Linked DNA regions of Danio rerio: region 1 is linked to region 2. A link is a contact called in public HiChIP or PLAC-seq data. All regions are on one chromosome and are shown on one strand. The core of a region is the stretch at or near the end of the contact, and the rest is flanking DNA. Distances in the headings are between cores, read along the strand shown. Region 1 holds the start of loxl5a (lysyl oxidase-like 5a). Region 2 holds the start of zfr2 (zinc finger RNA binding protein 2).

Region 1 (5,594 bases), core at 852-3,351, 68 kb after region 2:
TCTAACTGTGTGTTTATTATTTATTTCAGTACAAGGCAGTACACTGTTCCAGACCCTCCCGGGCTGTTTGATGGTCATGTGTGGCCCATGTACCTGAAACACCGATTCGCCATGGAGAACTGCGGTTTGCCAATCGGTACAGTATAAGGTTTTTAAACCGTTAAGTTTGTAAGTGTAATATTTTGGATTAATGCTCATTTTTGTGTCATATTTAATTCAACAGAATACTTGGATGGCTTGAAAACAAAAGATGAAATTTACAACCAGGTTTACGAAGACGTTCACAACACACTCCTGAATCGTTTATAGGTGAGGGATCCAACCTGAATGTTTTATCTGAAAATGGATTGTAAATATTTGTGAGGCGTTTTAAAAGTAACTTGTTTGTTTGTCTTCCAGCAGGAGGAGGCTGCCGCTCACTGACTGTACATTATTGTAAATACTAATGTTACTTAAGGCCTTTTTTGTTTTTTTTAACATGGAAATTTTTGTAAATATTTTGACTTGAATGTAACTTAAATCCTTGTTTTGCATTATTTTGTGGACAGAGTCCATATTTTAAGTTTTTATTATTTTTAAATTGTTTTGCCTTCCAAAGCACTCTGTTCAAAGACTTCATTCTGTTTACTACTCAGCAAATGAATTTTCCAATGTTTTCACCATGCTTGTACCAATAAACATTGTGCTTTGACTTTACACTTGTTATATTTTGCATTTTATTTAATCTACTTTTTGCTGTAAGATTATCGATATTAAAACAATTCATTTTAATGTGGTTCACTTAGCCATTGTTAAATAACATTTTAGTGTATTCTTTCTTACCAATGTCCTGGATTTAATTATGACTGTATGTTTAGCTTTATGTAAAGAATTTAAAGCTGAAGGAATAAGCAAAGAAAAATGCATATCCAAATCATTAATGGTTTTTCCCCTTGTAAAGTTGCCTTCAAATTAAGTAAAACCTAACAAATGACATGGTCTGGGTGTATCTTGTGTTTCCAAATTAGCTCATATTAAAGCATGGATTATTTTGACTAAAATATAACCTTTTAAATGCATACAGAGGTCTCCATTATCAAATAATCAGCTCTTCCTGTTACACAAATTCAAGCTCCACTCTCCTATTTATTGCTGTGTCAAATAAAAGCCTATGCTAACATTCAACCTGCATGAAAACAAACACTGTCTAGACTCTTTCCTGAATAAACCTTGAGCTCACTTTTTAAACTTGTGCTTTTTTCAATAGTGTGCCTTTTCTTATATGACAAATGCCTACACATTCACTTAAAATATTTGTTTAATGAATGAAATAAGTGGAAAGGAAAAGTCATGACATTAGTATAGTCACTTGCACTAGTGGAACGATTTAAAAAAAATATATAGCCGATTTAACTGGTAACAAAGGTATAGCTGACACTTAAATATTATTCAGTGTCTTATTGATTTGTATATGTAGCCATTTTGTTTACTTTGACAGTAGCAAGCACTTAAAGCACTAAAAAAAGTAAAAGTTTAGTTCTTACTCCCCCTAGAGGTAAATCCAATGATTTACAATGAAAGAAATACTAAAAAAGCTTATAAGCTAGTTTATAAACCTAAATCAGTTTCTTTAAATGACATTTGAAAACATTAATAAAATTAATACTTTAAAATATATTTATGTATTTAAATGTAATTTATTATTAATGTACATGGTTCGATTAATGTTTAAAAACAAGAGTAAAACCATTCCAAATTTGTGTATTTATACAAAATTATTTGTTGTTTTATTGAAGGCTATTTTTAAACAATTTTAAATAAACATTTAATTTCTGTCTGTTAATTAGTCCATTTAAAGGTGACATCTATTTTTATTGAAATGAGTGAAGCGTCACTCCTGGTCTTCCATGTGTATGTGGACAAAAGCTCTTTTAAAATGGCAGCATGTATATTTTTCGTAAAACTTCCGAGAGGAAAAAGTGGGGAATGTCCGGAGAGAGAAACGCCTTATTGTACCGCCTTCATCTGGACTTGGGCTCTTATTTATAAAAGCTTTGGGAATTAAAACATTGCACATTCTTATGCCAAACCTGCTAGAAAGTACTCAGATTATAATTTTAAGATGACTAAATATTCATTTATTTTCTGCTTATCCATACATTTATGTGTTCTGGTGTTTTTAAATACTGCACAGAACCATGGAGCCTGGCAACACAAGGTTAAGTGGGAAACTAATGGGCAGGTTTACAGTTTACTGAGCGCCAGCTCTCAGTATCATGCACCTGCTTCTGGAAAACAACATGCAAGATTCTTACTGAGGAGGCAGATTATACCAAGTTTCACAGGCAGGATTTTCATGGGACAATTTGCCAAAACAAGGATGCACACAGCTGGGCATGTGGTGCGTTCAAGCCCTGTGCCAGGCCACATTGGTTTGAATGCAAAACACATGATCTCAGGCCACATCAGGAATAATAATCAGTTGCCTTTGCATGCAAAAAAAGTTGCTTTTTCTTCAGATGAAACTCTGCGCACCCAGACCTGGCCTTATAGGACATCACCAACTGGAACAACTACACATGGACCAGTAAAAAATTCAGAGATCTCAAGGGCACCAAAACAACATAAGATTACCAGCCAACCAGTAGCAAAACAACCATCACCAGCTACCGGAAAACCACCCACTCCTGAGGAGAAACAGCATGCTAAACCTCAACCTATTAGTAATGCTACTAATAAATCTAAACTTTCCCCAAGTTTAGATGCACCTTCAGCATCTGGTAATGTCAGGAATGTTAGAAATCCTCTTGTCCAAGTTGAAGCACGAGGAGGTGAGAGTATGATTGATGATGAACCAACGAATCATCAAGCAAACAGAAACTCTTTCTATAATCTGCTCCCGTATGGGAATACCAACAGATCTCCTCAGAGAGAAACAGGTCATGGTACAAGATATTTCCTTAATGGTAAGGAAAATTTTTCTGTGTACTGATACACAATACTTTTCTGTGTTATTATAAATAACGTTTAGAGCACTCGACTTTAAAGTTTGCTCGTTTTTAATGTAGTTTTAAAGGTTATTTCTGACTCAATCGTAGCGTTTGTGTTATTTTGGCGCCCACTGTTGGCCAAATATCCAACACACCACAGGGATCTCCTCAGACGGAAACAAGTCATGGTATAAGATATTTCCTTAATGGTAAAACAAAAAAATGTGCTTTTTCGTTCTGTCTACGAATTGTAAATATTGTTTAACGCGCTCAACCGTTTTAAATTAGTCGAGTTTTGGTCAAGTAGACTCGTTTGTGGGGGGTTTTGGCGCCCACTGATGGCTAAATATTAGCTACAACTTAAAATGAGGGTTTTGACTTCATTTGTGATGTATATAGAGTAATATAAATGCCATGTTTGGTGTGTATGATTGGTGAGGAATCATCTTAAAGTAAACTATTTCTAGAACATGATTCCCTATGAAAATGTGAGCATATCTCCCCAGGGTGAGTGTAATTTTGCCAAGTAGGATGTGATCCTGGAATAGCATCTATGTTTGTTGAGCCTGGAACATTCCTGTTTGTAAATGTAATCCGTACCGTATCCTTAACCCTAACTGTAATTTATTTTTTTTTAAAAATCAGAGAGAAATAATAGTTGGATAACTATGTAGGAAACCATAATCCTAACTGTAAGGTTAACCCTAACATAAACTGTAAATGTATTCCTTAAAACTGATTGGCTGATTGGAATGTTGTTCCAGGATCAACATAGATGTTAATCCTGTTAATCTTGTCCTACTTGGTAAACTCGCACCAACCATCACCCCAGAGAGCAACAGGTCATTCTAGGTATTTCCATAAGGCCAAGACAGCATTTATGCCTTTTTATTCAGTGTACCGATTGTAAATAACAAGCCTTGTGCTTGTACAGGTTAAGCATATTTGTACTGCATGTATAACTATAATAAACAGATGACAGTAGTTGCCTTGGCTTCAGATGAAAAGTCGATATTTTACAGCTTGATTTCGCAAGTGTTTTTACAGTCATTTAAAGACAAATTGAGAGATCAACCTTATTTATAGACTATACCATAGACAGTAATTAATATGAAATAGTTGTGATTATATCTGGGTTCTAAATTGAATTTTCCATGATGTGATTTATTTGTATACAGTATTTTTATGTGAGTTGTGTTGTAACCATTCTTAAGTAATATAATAATTGTATTAGTTATAATAATCTTTTCTAGGACTGCCTGATCTCATTCCTGATCCATACTATATCCAAGCAGCATCTTACATCCAAAGAGTGCAGATGTACACATTAAGATGTGCCGCAGAGGAGAACTGCCTTTCCAGGTAGTACTAACTCTATTTGGCAACCAAACTAAAAAAGCAGCAAAAATGTGAGACCTTTTGACCATTATAAATTGGTATTTTCCTTTTCCCTCTAGTTCAGCGTACAGCTCGAGTGTGAGGGACCTTGATTACAGAGTGCTCCTCCGATTTCCTCAGAGAGTCAAAAATCAAGGCACAGCAGATTTTCTCCCTGTGAAACCACATTATGATTGGGAATGGCACAGCTGCCACCAGTAGGTCTATCACAGTTTTACGTTGTACAACATTCACCAATATTATCTCTACATGACATTTTAGCAGACAGTTTTATTCAAAGATTCTTCTAAATGAGAATTATTCATGGCTCAGGGTAGCCTTCTGGTGCCACAATGCAAGGTAAATACACTGTAGAGAGTGCCATGAAGTGCCATGGGATTTTTATTGACCACAGAGAGTCAGGACCTCGGTTTAACATCTCATCCGAAAGACGGCGCCCACTGACAGTGTAGTGTCCCCTTCATTAGGACTCATTAGGACTCACACAGACCACAGGTTGAGCGCCCCCTGCTTGCCTCACTAACACCACTTCCAACAGCAACCTAGTGTTCCCTAGTGGTCTCCCATCCAGGTACTGACCAGGCTCAGCCCTGCTTAGCTTCAGTGAGTAACCGGTCTTGGGCTGCAGGGTGACAAAATGTTTCACTTGGATAAACATACAAAGTTTGAAAATGCGAGTCAACTCAATTTAAAGAGATTCTTTGTTTCAACTTAAGATGTTGAATTTCAATTAAATGTATTGTGAAACTGAACATCTTAAGTTGAAACAAAGAATCTCTCTAAAATTTTTAAGGCAGCTGGTGAACTTCAGTTTCTAAGTTTTACCAACTGAAATGTTTTACAGTGTACTAATTTAAAAACAAATTGAGTTTAATGCGTTTTAACTTGATCAATATTGTTTGTATATTTAATCTGTAATTTTGGGGGGTTGGGTTGAGGTGTTTATAGGGTTCACTTACAGCTTTCTTGTTAAAGTACTCGACAAATGGATTCCATGTTACATAGAAATTCTCGGTTTTATTTTTAAGGGAAAGTCCGAACTTCTCAAGTTTATCAACGTAGTAGTTTATCAATGTCTTTATCAATGTAGAGCAGCGGGGAGGGTCTTTTTGTTTCCAGATCAGTAATATCAATCAATTTTCCGAAAGTGTTATATATCTGATCACTGTATGTTGATTTTTAGATTCTATTTCAGTGATGCCCAAACCAGGGCCTGCTGGCCAAAGT
Region 2 (5,745 bases), core at 867-3,366:
TACTTGAAGATCAGGAAGTAGTAAGATTAGCCTAAAGTTGTGCCGTCAACAAAATAGCCACTTTCCACTTTCTGTCAGTCTTATTACATGATGTAACTACAGAAGAGTCTAGCCTTAAATAAAATTATCAAAACGCTTCTGCCATTTTTGAGAGAGATGCTAATGGTCTAATCCGATTAAATGATTTATGCTAAGCTAAAAGTGCTAAAAAGTTGTAAGATTAGCATAAAGTAGTTTGATGCCTAGAAAATATCAACTTTTCACTTGCCATCAGTCATACTACAAGATGTAACAACTGAATCAAGCTTTAAATAAGTTCTCTGGTCATTTTTAAACAAGATGCTAATGGTCTAATCTGATTCAATGACCTATGCTAAGCTAAGCTAAAAGTGCTTCTGCCAGACCTGAAGTTCAGGAAGTTGTAGGATTAACCTAGTTCCAAAAAAAGTGGAGTGTCTCTTTAATATACACAGAGTGAAAAAAAAAAAAACACTGACCGGTTCAGTCAACACCTGGTATGTTTGAGGAGTGGTGGTGGGCTGCGGGGTCGTCTCAGGCTGGCGGTAGCCATAATTTGGGGCCGGATGGGGCTGGTAGGTGGGGTATGGTGCTGTTACTGCAGGACGTGCCGGCTGGGCAGTGGGTGCAGGGTATGATGCCGTCACAGCATGAGCCACTCCGGGTGCAGGCTGGACATTATAGCTGCCCGTGGTTGGGTGGGAATAGGCAGGAGGCGGCTGAGTGCTAGAATTAGGAATTGAGAATAAATTCATATGCACTCTTAAAACAAGTCTAAAGTTAAATTCTGAAAAATAATCAGACACTTGATTTGCAGTCTTAAAATGTAAACAGAGCAATGCATTAAAACCAATTCATGAAAATTAATTAAACTACTTTTAATCTTTTTAGTTTTTAGTAAGTTTTTAGAAAAATGTTCTGGCCAATAAAAAAAAAAGTTGAAATGATAGCAACAGACGCATTATCAGTACTATTAATATTGCTTGTAATATCAAGAATATTACAACTACTTATCCCTAATTTGATGGATATGATATTAGATTACTATAATTATGAAATAGAAATGCATTAAATAAATAAAATAAAAACTAACCTCATTAAAAAAAACGACATTTGATTAAGATTCAGTTTAAATTATGGCCCTAAAAAATATCGTCAAATGAACAATCTTGTATATTAAAAAGCTCTATGGCCAAAAAAGGGTCAGCAAAATTAAAATCACTGTGATATTCATCATATCGGTTACCTGTGTATCACCAGTAAAGTATCAGGAATATTCAATATTAACCCACATGTATATAAATGAACAAATAAAGACAGTTTAGCGATAATATATTATTTCTCAATGTACAACATTAGCAATTTGAAGAGATCTTTGCCTATAAGAAGACATTAAGTTCAACAACAGCATAAAAATCAATATAAATTTATGGCCGCAGAGAAATGTCATTTTTAACTACTTTATGCTTGTGGATGTAAATGTTGCCAGCCAGATTCAAATCTGCAACACCCGCATGAGCACCAAAGCACAACATTATATTGGAAATAAAAACGTGTAAGTTAACGTTAATCTTCTGTGAAATATAAAACAAGCCAATTTCAAACTGAAAAAGGTACTACATTAACATTTACAAAGATAATTTCAAGAATACAGTATTTTCTGCTAGCACATGCACAATAATGCTATCCTCACAAGGGTATACTGAATATTATACCATGGTACAGAATGTTTACCATGGTACCTACGTAGTACACGCAGAAAACCATGGTACAAATCCATAAACATGACAGCAACATTGTAGTTGAGCTAAAAATCACATAATAAGTCTTTTTCGATCATAATATCAAGCAAGCGTCAATAAATAAACAAACAACAGCAGCTCGTGGAGATGTTTGAGTAGCGGCCGCCATAATCCATTTTGAACTTCAGCCGTGTTTCTGATCCTTCTATAAATAACCGAGGTGATCACGCGCATGTGTGTTTTTGTTTTATACCTGTACTGCGGGCCGGCGGCAGCTGCAGCTGCATGTGTGAATCCATAATAATTACTGGCCGCCATCATAGAAACTTCAGCAGCAGCAGCGGCGGCGGCTTCAGCGATCACGTGGTCAACACGTGTCTGTGACGCCGCCGCCGGTCACCTTCGCGCCACTGCCCCCCGTGGAGAACCGTCATAATGTATATATTTATAATTATGTGTTTTAAACACCTATCAACGGTGTATTTGTGCTCTGAACTGATGAAATCTCGTAAAGTTAGTTTTTAAATATTTTGGTTATACAAAATTAGATGTTTTGATATATAGTTATTTTTGTAGCTTTCAGACGTCAAATGCGCGGTAAAAACTTGTTTTAACGTTTACTTTTTTATTTAAAGTTTAACTTGATGACACAAAGTCGTGATATGGTGAGTTGCTAACATTAATTTTGTTCAACTCAATCTCCACAAGTTGAACTTATTCCGAACAATTCAACGTGCAGTAGGTGAAATGGAGGCCAATAATAAATATGTAAATATCTGCATGATTATCTAAAAACCCAAATAGAAAAGAGTTTCTGTGGTCTGTAGTCTTAATTTGACATTTCTCAAGTCTCAAAACTAATAGGCCTGCTATTAATACGCCTCACCTAGAGGAAACCGTTTATTTACGTTGAGAAAACTTTCCTGGCTGACCAACAGAGGCTTCTGTCTGAACAAACTTAAAGGGACCGTTCATTCATTTATTGTTCCTCAGTTTAGTCCCTTTGTTTATCAGGGTCGCCACAGCAGAATGAACCACCAACTTATATGTGGATGCCCTTCCAGCTACAACCCAGTACTGGGAAACATCCATACACACTCATTTGCACTCATACATTACAGCCAATTTAGTTTATTCAATTCACCTATAGGCTACCGCATGTCTTTGGACTGGGGCAAACCATAGCACCCAGAGGAAACCCACGCCAATTAGGAAGAAGATGCAAACTCCACACAGAAATGCCAACTGGCCCAGCCAGGACTCGAACCAGCGATCTTCTTGCTGTGAGGTGACAGTGCTAACCACTAAGCCACTGTGTCGCCATCTTAAAGGGATCTTTTAGCCAAAAAATTTAAATTTACTCAACATTTAGGCTACTTATACTAAACAATACTATGACAGCTACTTTAACAACGTCAACATATCTTCTTTTTTGTTCAACAGAGGAAAGAATCTCTAACAGGTTTGGGATGATGGACATGGCAGATGAGCAAATGATGACAGTTTTCGTTTTTAGGTAAAGTGTCATTTTTAACTCACGTTTATTTGTGATGCAATGTTGATTTTTTTTAATTAATTTTTTTAAAATTTTTATTATTCCTGAAAATGACAGCAGAATAATTCATTTTCTTTTTGGCTTAGTCCCTTTATTAATCAGGGGTCGCAACAGCGGAATGATCTGCCAACTTATCCAGCATATGTTTTATGCATTGGATGCCCTTCCAGCTGCAACCCAACAGTGGAAAAAACCCATACACTTTCGCATTCACACACATACACTACAGCCAATTTAGTTTATTCAATTCACCTAAGGCGCATGTGTTTGGACTGTGGGGGAGACCGGAGCACCTGGAGGAAACCCACGCCAACACGAAGAGAACATGCAAACTCCAACCAGAAATGTCAACTTACCTAGCCTTGAACCAGCGACCTTTTTGCTGTGAGGCAACATTGCTACCCCACTGCGCCACTGCGTCCAACAGAGGCTTCTGTCTGAACAACCTTAAAGTGATATTTTTCCCCAAAAAATTTCAATTTGCTCACCATTTATTCTACTCATGCTGAAATGTTTTAAACTTTTATCTTGTTTTTTTTTGTGCGACACAACACATTATATTTAGAAGAATGTTAGAAACTGGCAGGAACTACTAACACCGTCAACATATCTTCTTACATGAAGAAAGAATCTCAAACAGGTTTGGGAATGTGGATGTAATGTGGCGGATAAGTAAATAATGACAACTTTTGTTTTTAGGCAGGCGCAGTGGTTCGCACAATCGCCTCACAGCAAGGAAGTCGCTGGTTCAATTCCCAGCTGGGTCAGTTGGCATTTTTGTGCATTTTTGTGTGGAGTTTTTTTAATTTGATTATTAATTAGGGACCGAGCACCGAAACGGTGCGTAGGCCCTATTGGAATTGCTCCGTTTTTTATTATTATTATTATTAGGGACCGAGCACCGAAACGGTGCGTAGGCCCTATTGGAATTGCTCCGTTTTTTATTATTATTAGGGACCGAGCACCGAACGGTGCAAGGCCCTATTGGAATTGCTCCGTTTATTATTATTATTCTTTTCCGGAATGAATCGCGATTTTGAGGGCCTTACCATGCCCGAAAACTCACGAAACTTTGCACACGCCTCAGAAGTGGCGAAAATTTACGTATGTTATGGGTCTCGGAAGTGGGCGTGGCAAAATGACTCGACAGCGCCACCTAGAAAAATTATACGGACGAGCCCCTGATCTACGAATCACGCACAAGCACGAAAATTGGCACACACCTCAAACACACCAAAACATACGAAAAAGTCTCTTGGAGCCATAACTCAAACCCAACAGGAAGTGGGATATTTTTAACTTCCTGCGGCAAATAAGTGGCATTTTTGCCATTTCCAGGCGTTGTATTTTAACAAACTCCTCCTAGGGATTTTATCCGATCAACACCAAAATTGTTTTTTGTCATCTAAAGGCCTTGGCGATGTTAAATTGCGAAGCTTTAGAGTTTTCGTCGATGGGCGTGTCCGTGGCGGCCTCGCAAACTTTGACGATTCGCCATGAAACAGGAAGTCGTTATAAATCAGGCATGCATTATCCGATCTGCCTCAAAACTCACACGTTTGATAAGAGTCCTGACCTGAACACATATACATGCCGATATCCAGATACAGGTATAGCGCCACCTGCTGGCAACAGGAAATTACATGTTTTACATCGTAACAAACTCCTCCCACAAATTTTTTCGTATCAGCACCAAATTTGGGTTGTGTTATCTTAAAGCTCTAGCGATGATATATTGTGAAGATCTAGAGTTTTTGCAGAGGGGCGTGTCCTTGGCGGCATGACAAACCTCAACGCTTTGCCATGGAACAGGAAGTCCTTATAACTCAACCACACAATGTCCGATCTGCCTGAAACTTCACATGGTTGATAAAAGTCCTCTCCTGAACACATCCTCATAACAATAATGAAGTGGGCGTGGCAAAATGACTCGACAGCGCCACCTATAAAAATTAAACTGACGAGCCCCTGATCTACGAATCACACACATGCACAAAAATTGGCACACATCTCAAACACGCCAAAACATCCGAAAAAGTCTCTAGGAGCCATATCTCAAACCCAACAGGAAGTCAGATATTTTTAACTTCCTCCGGCAAATAAGTGGCATTTTTGCCATTTCCAGGCCTTGTATCTTAATGAACTCCTCCTAGGGATTTAATCCTATCGACACCAAAATTGGGTTTTGTCATCTAAAGGCCTTGGCAATGTTAAATTGCGAAGCTTTAGAGGTTTTGTCGATGGGCGTGTCCGTGGCGGCCTCGCAAACTTTGACAATTCGCCACAAAACCAGAAGTCATTATAACTCAGGCATGCATTATCCGATCTGCCTCAAAATTCACATGTTTAATAAGAGTCCAGACCAGAACAAGTTTACATGCTGATATCCAGATACAGTTATAGCGCCACCTGCTGGCCACAGAAAATGTC

The links. HiChIP or PLAC-seq counts read pairs in DNA pulled down with a chosen protein or histone mark.
Region 1: a contact with region 2 is called in an H3K4me3 HiChIP or PLAC-seq map of gastrula embryo, with 2.2 times the contacts expected there. The contact joins the promoter of loxl5a here to the promoter of zfr2 in region 2. A contact is called at or near these places in 2 of 4 datasets of contacts at active chromatin or transcription factors (gastrula embryo and pancreas).

The regions. Positions count from the first base shown.
Region 1 is chr22:5,354,466-5,360,059 of GRCz12tu, forward strand. loxl5a (lysyl oxidase-like 5a) reads left to right here and starts at 2,102. Exons shown (of 7, transcript NM_001437533.1): 1 at 2,102-2,945; 2 at 4,223-4,331; 3 at 4,427-4,564. The coding sequence starts at 2,102. mibp (muscle-specific beta 1 integrin binding protein) reads left to right here. Exons shown (of 7, transcript NR_102288.1): 5 at 30-136; 6 at 224-309; 7 at 400-1,180.
Region 2 is chr22:5,286,688-5,292,432 of GRCz12tu, forward strand. zfr2 (zinc finger RNA binding protein 2) reads right to left here and starts at 2,117. Exons shown (of 18, transcript XR_012397653.1): 1 at 2,014-2,117; 2 at 498-744. It overlaps atcaya (ATCAY kinesin light chain interacting caytaxin a), which reads left to right and starts at 2,149. Exons shown (of 15, transcript XM_073937043.1): 1 at 2,149-2,425; 2 at 2,911-3,048; 3 at 3,204-3,276.